Linked DNA regions of Mus musculus: region 1 is linked to region 2. The links are chromatin contacts, called in public HiChIP or PLAC-seq maps. All regions are on one chromosome and are shown on one strand. The core of a region is the stretch at or near the end of the contact, and the rest is flanking DNA. Distances in the headings are between cores, read along the strand shown.

Evidence for each region. HiChIP or PLAC-seq counts read pairs in DNA pulled down with a chosen protein or histone mark.
Region 1: an H3K4me3 HiChIP or PLAC-seq map of embryonic forebrain shows a contact between it and region 2, with 8 times the contacts expected there. The contact joins the promoter of Coasy here to the promoter of Med24 in region 2. A contact is called at or near these places in 2 of 39 promoter capture datasets (liver and neutrophils) and 1 of 115 datasets of contacts at active chromatin or transcription factors (embryonic forebrain).

Annotation. Positions count from the first base shown.
Region 1 is chr11:101,080,945-101,084,363 of GRCm38.p6, forward strand. It overlaps Coasy (Coenzyme A synthase), which reads left to right and starts at 1,621. Exons shown (of 10, transcript NM_001305982.1): 1 at 1,621-1,746; 2 at 2,055-2,762; 3 at 3,372-3,419. The coding sequence starts at 2,066. It also overlaps a transcript of Hsd17b1 not described here.
Region 2 is chr11:98,727,884-98,731,389 of GRCm38.p6, forward strand. Med24 (mediator complex subunit 24) reads right to left here and starts at 1,536. Exons shown (of 26, transcript NM_011869.3): 1 at 1,489-1,536; 2 at 902-1,104; 3 at 732-814. The coding sequence starts at 1,031.

The sequences.
Region 1 (3,419 bases), core at 371-2,870, 2.4 Mb after region 2:
GTTGACCCGGAGTCTCACTGGACTTGGAGCCTATGATTCCAGCTTGTCTAGTCTAACACCTTGGCCCCAGGATCCTAGGTCCCTGTCTGCCTAGTGCTGGCATTACAAGAGGACACGAAGGGAAGACCTGGGTTCTGGATATCTGAATGGGGTTCTCTGGGCTTTATCCATGTGCACCTGAATCCTTTCTCTTTTTCATCTGTATACCCTTCTGATCTCATGACCTCCTTAAAAGCTTCATTGATAGTTGTTTTTGTTGTTGTTTCTTTGTGTTTGTTTTTTTGAGACAAGGTTTCTCTGTAGCCCTGGCTGTCCTAGAACTGAAACTGTAGACCAGGCTGGCCTCAGATTCTGCCTGCCTCTGTCTCCCCAGTGCTGAGATCAAAGGTGTGGGTCACCAGTGCCTACACTTGCCGTCTTTTAACTGGTTCACTTTCCCTGGTCTGTGATTGTATTGATTTGTCAGGTCTTTGCTGTTTTCCTGAGCTACCCAACCTGAAAAAGTAACCCTTGCACTCCAGCCTGGGTCTTTCCATCTGATAAATCTTCTTTACTGTCTGATCACCACCAGATGTACTGTGGACTTATTATGTATTGACACCATCCCAACCCCTTCACGCATCTACTTCAGGGAACTTTGTTCTCTGTTCTCTCCTTTTTACCTAGAACAGTTCACTAAATAGACACTCATTGACTAAAAGCAACACTGTGTGGGCTACACGGTAAGATTCTGTTTCAAAACAAACAAACAAACAAATACAAAATGTAACTGTGCCAAATGTAAGACTAACACATGTTTTGATTCCCTTAAACGCCTCTCTAAAATCCAGTTTGAACTGTCTCCTGCAAGAATCTTGATTCCTTAACAAATTAGTTACTTTACAAGGCCAGATTTCTGGACCACAGCACAAGAGTCTCCTCTCCTCCTGTCTGGCTGCAGCACTCCCGCCCTTCCCAGTCCAGGGCCTTGCTAGATAATTCAGGCTGATCTCAAATTTGCAGCGATGGTTCTGGGATCGCACATCAGCGCTCGGCCCTTTACAGGAATCTAGAGGCTAGTTTGCTTCCTTTTTCCGCTATCTCCGTGGATTTGAGATATTTTCTGATGGGCGTCTGGCTTTCCCTTCACGTCCGCCACTACCAAATTTATTAACTCTCCAGTCCTCACTAACTTCTCCGCGAATCCGGACCTCTAGGTCTTCTTCCTTTTCCCCCACCCCGGGGCCAGATATCCCCGAAGCGCTAATGAACTATCCTTGCAAACCTAAGCACGGGGTTAGACGACGCGCAAAGAATTCTATAGAAGGCACCAGACTTCGCCTCTAGGTGTCCCAAAACACTCAGAAAACCAATTTCCTGTGTGTGAAATGGGGATGTGGGTAGAGATATCTAGTAGCATCGCTGGGAACATTGGCTCAGAACAAGCACAGCAAAGCGATCCGACTGTTCCCGATCCTGGCTTTGCCACCTCCTCCTGGCAAACTGGAAGAAGCAAACAACACTGGGAATCCGCGAAAAGGGCTTTGCAGCTCTCTCTGCTCGCTTCGTCTAAGTGGATTCGGTGCCAGGGTTTCGCTCAGCCCGGAAGCCTCTGCCCTCGGCCCCGCCCCGCCCCGCCCCGCCTCGCCCCGCCCCAGGAGTCTCTCGGCGATGCTTTGTTTGATTGCTCTGAGTTCCCGTAGCTCCACGCTTTGAGGCTGGTGGGTAGTGCTTCCGGGCTGCAGCCTAGGACGCCTCCACGGCGGTGTAAGTAGAAGCAGAATCCCAAGAACTCACTGAGTAGGGAAGCAGCCCGAGCCACAGCGTCCCCTCTAGTCCCTCGCCTCCGAGTCTTCGCAGATGGCCGGTTCAGCCTAACAAGAGGGGCTGGGATTCCTGAAGCCCCAGTCCCATGACTCAGGGGTTCCTGGCGGGTTCCCCCTGCCAGGATTCCGGTTTCTATCAGCGAACGCTCCCCTGCCCTGCTCCAGGTCCCTCTTGAGTCCGAGTTCCCCTACAGGCCTCGGCCTCAGCCTGCCTAGTCATTCTCGCTTCGTCTCCCTGACTGTCTGCAGGCCTGGAGAGCATGGCCGTGTTCCGCTCAGGCCTCCTGGTGCTGACAACGCCGCTGGCCACCCTGGCCGCACGCCTGCCTCCCATCCTGACCTCGGCGTCCCGCCTGGTGAATCACACCCTCTATGTGCACCTGCAGCCGGGCATGAACCTGGGGGGACCCGCTCAGCCTCAGGCCAGCCCTGTGCAGGCCACATTTGAGGTTCTGGATTTCATCACGCACCTCTACACTGGTGCCGACCTGCACAGGCACCTGGACGTCAGAATTCTACTGACCAATATCCAAACCAAGAGCACCTTTCTCCCTGTGCTGTCCTCAGTCCAGAATCTGGCCCACCCTCCAGAAGTGGTTCTGACGGACTTCCAGACCCTGGACGGGAGCCAGTACAACCCTGTTAAACAACAGCTAGAGCGTTATGCCACCAGTTGTTACAGCTGTTCTCCACAGCTGGCTTCTGTGTTGCTGTATCCGGATTATGGAACTGGAGAGCTGCCTTTGGAGCCCCCGAATGCCCTCTTACCCTCTACTATAAGGCCGGCTTCCCCGGTTGCCAGATCTCCAAGGCAGCCTGTGCGTGGCTACCACCGTGGGGCCGTGGGTGGCACTTTTGACCGCTTGCACAATGCCCACAAAGTGTTGCTCAGTGTTGCATGTGTACTGGCCCAGGAGCAGCTTGTGGTGGGAGTAGCTGACAAAGATCTGTTGAAGAGTGAGTGAAGGGACCCTGGACTAGGGCAATGGAAGGCAGCCTTCACATTTTCTTGTTCTTCCCCAATGCCAAGATCAAGGAAGGGTAGGGCCACTTCTCAACCTTCCAAAATGCCACAATGTCTGACACTCTGTTATTGCTAAGGGACGTTTGTTTGTTAAATGAATACATGTGGTATCTTTAGTCTGGGGTTCAGTCACTTTTTAACTGAAGTCAGAACTTCCCAAATGGGAACCAAGGACTCTGCACTTCATGGTTGTCCAAGTGATCGGCTCGGAGGTTTGAAACGCTGAAGATAAATGGATAGGAGATGATTGGGGGTGACCCAGTACTGCCATCAACAGTGAGGGGACTCTAAGAATATAGTAGTTCTTGGGGGTTCTCCACCAACTGATACCTATTGGTCCTGCTGCTCTGTAGGCATTTCTTAACTTGTTCTTGGAGTACACGTCAGCTCTCAAAGTGACTGATGCTTGTTTTCCCTTCTGTACCCCCAAACCTGTCCCTGTCTCACCCTTTCTTGCTGCCACTGCTTGGGAGGATTTCAGTGCTATGGGACACTCTTCCCCAAATGGGGAAAGATCTCACCGTTCCTCGCTCCTTCCTCAGGCAAGTTGCTCCCCGAGCTGCTCCAGCCGTATGCAGAGCGCGTGGAGC
Region 2 (3,506 bases), core at 286-2,785:
GGATCAAATCCCCAGGACTTACCATTGTGTGACAAACATTAACATTTGCAAACACCCAGAGAGGGATTATAATAGCTCAAAGGTAGAACACTTGCCTAGCATCTGCAGGTCCTAGGTTTGATTATCAACACCCACCCACCCCCAAATCAATTGTGGGAGGCGGTAGCAGAAAAATCAGGAATTCAAGTCCATTCTGGGCTACATAAAACACTGTCTCAAAAACAGAAACAAGGATCTGGCAAAGAGGCTCAGCAGGTGAAGGTGTTTGGCGTGCTAATATGAGTTCAAATCCCCAGAAAGGTGGGAAGAACTCTACAAACTCTACAAAAGTATCGTTTTTGTTTTTTTTTTGGTTTTTCCAGACAGGATTTCTCTGTATAGTCCTGGCTGTCCTGGAACTCACGTTGTAGACCAGGTTGGCCTCGAACTCAGAAATCCGCCTGCACCTGCCTCCCCAGTGCTGGGATTAAAGGCGTGTGCCACCACGCCTGGCTACAAAAGTATCTTACCTCCACAAGCATTCTGCGATGTGCATGCCCTCCCCGCCCATAAGTACATGTAGTTTTTTTTTTAAGTTTTACTTGTAAATGTATATGGAGAGAGTAAATAAATGTAATATTCATTCATTACAACAAATGGAGTGTTATTTTTGCAATAAATTAAGCCTAAATGGACAACTGTCAGTTCTCCAGGTGTTTCACCTCCAAAAGCCAAGAGTCGGGAATCTTTACCTGGGAACTAATGGCGTACTTCAGGTACGACAGGATCAGAGGATTGGGGGAAGGCCCAATCATAGCCTGCTCCAGGAGCGCTTCTGCAAGGAAAATTAAAGTAAGGCTGAGTGTTTACAGCTTTTCTGAGGACACCCCTCCCATCCTTCTTTGCCCATTTTACTTGAGACCTGCTAGGTTGAGAATGTCCCAGGTGGCTCCTTTGGGGAAGAATTTTTTCATGTTGATTGCCCATTGGTAGTCACTCCATCGCTCTTTCCAGGCTTGCAAAATGGCCTGCTTCAGGTTCACCACCTTCATGATGTCACTCCAAGGAGGCGAGATGAGTGACAAGGTGGGAGTTTAAAAACGGAGCCAGATGAGAACTGGAGTTCTGAGGGAAAGAACAAGGGAGACATAAATAGAACGGAAATTCGAGAAGGTTTAAGCAAAACAAACAAACAAACAGAAAAATAAACAGAGAGGAAAAAAACTAGGCAGAGTAGAAGGCGTCAAGTTAGCGGCTCTGTCACCTTCTCGGTTTCTGAACAACCGTTTCTCGAATTGGGACAGAAAGTGTCAACAAAGCCCTGAAGCGAGCAGGAAAGGGTTAAGCCCGCTCCGGTTGTCTAATTATGCCCTTCGCTCTAGCTGCGTTCCTCACCACTTCCACCCCAAACCCAGATCTACCCTCTCCCCATTGCCTCTACCTTCCTCGGCCCTGAAGTTGTAATTCCTTCTTTTCCTACATCTACCATCTCCCCAAATTTAAGCCTACCATACAAACCGGTTGTACATCGTAGGCAGCGCCATCTTGACACCTACTAAGGAAATCATTTACCATTGGCCGGCGGCAACACACACCAACCAATAGAAACGTAGCAAGAGGCGAGTCCTGCCACAATACCTTCTGGGAATTGTAGTTCTTTGTCTAAGACTTGTCTAAGCTGCCAAACAGGCAGAAGGATTAATCTAATTGGTTCTGGTGGTTTTTATCTGAGATAATCCGAAGAGCTGAGGTACGCTGGTACCCAGAGTCTCAGGGTCTATGGAGAAACCAACTCTCTGTCTCCCAGTGATGTTGCCATCTATCCCTACCTTCAATCATTCTGATACTGTGGCTATTTCCCAGAAACGAGGCATAACAGTGAATTCTAGCCTGGCTTCTGTTTTGGCTTCTAACCTGGCTTCTATTTGGGTTTTGGCCTTTGTTCTCGAAAGCCCCTGTAGGCACTAGAGCTCTCATTTTCATATTTCTATTCCAAAAGAGACACTGAAGTGTGGGTAGCAGCACACATACCATCATTTTAACCCCAAATCTGACAATTCTCCCAGAATTCACTGATCCTGAATACTGTTTGGATACAAAAGGAAATAAGGAGAAAACAGAAGCTGAGCATGGCACCACGCCCTTAGTGCCAGCACTCAGAAGGCAGAGGCAGCTGGGTCTCTGAGTTTAAGCCTGGTCTACAGAGTGAGTTCCAGGACAGCCAGGAGGACTACACAGAGAAACTCTGTCTAAAAAACACAAAACACAAAAACAAAAACAAAGAAACAAAACAAACAAACAAACAAAACAGAGGAAATATGGGTTAAGATTATTGGGTGTCTCAAAAACTGTTTAAGAAGGCCTCGGGGGCTGGTGAGATGGCTCAGTGGGTAAGAGCACCCGACTGCTCTTCCGAAGGTCCGAAGTTCAAATCCCAGCAACCACATGGTGGCTCACAACCATCCGTAATGAGATCTGACTCCCTCTTCTGGAGTGTCTGAAGACAGCTACAGTGTCCTTACATATAATAATAAATAAATCTAAAAAAAAAAAAAAAAAAGAAGGCCTCGGGATCAAATGTGGTATTGTGGCTAAGACCATTCTGCACATTTGGAGGCAGAGCTTTATCACCCCTCTTTTTCTTGGCTCCCAATCTCATATCCCAAGGAGATAGGTCAGCCTGTTTCTTCAAATTCTGTCTATATTCCCCAACCCATTCCTCTTCTGTCCCACATTCCTCTTTGTACAGCTATGAAAGCACTCTACACTGAACTACAGCCCCCTCCCTGAGCTACCTTTTGACTGAGAATCAGGATAAATATTGAGAAAACAGTCCACATGGGCTCTAAAACTGGCCTTGTAGACATGTAGGAGACTAATAGGATCCTGGGTACCTGGAGCACGCTATGAACAGGGAGAGTATAGCTGGAGTACGGCCAAATCACATCCTTCTAAGATGGGTACTGCCTATGGTCTTCCTCCATCTCTCTCTACACACACACACCCATTTTTATTCTGCTCTTTTGTGCCTTCCCAGGGGATACTATTCGAGAATGGTATTTATACAAAATAGCTGCCAAGAATGTGGAGCCAAATCTTCCAAAGCAGGAAGGAAGGAGTTCTCAGACTCCTGATTCATAACCTTCAGACTCCCCCTCCAAACAGACCTGCACTCCATACTGCCACATTTGCCCGTGGTGAGCCCCCTACTCCTTTCCTGTTACACAGCCCAATACCCTACCACCACCATCACCATCATAAATTGTTTCTGGATACAGCTGCTCTTTCCCTACCCCTCAGAGCTCAAACGGCCCCTCTTGGAAACAGGCTGTCAATTCTGTGAGTGCTCCTTATTGAATTAGTGAGTGTTGGTCCACCCATATGGGAGGGGGTGGAGATATTTAGGCCTGGGGATGGTTAGACTCAGAGCTCAAATCCTTCCCTCTGGCACAAATCCTGGCAGATTTCTGAGAGGGAGGGTGCCCCGCCTCCACCCTTCCTAATGCTGAGAGGCAGCAGCTTTTGGT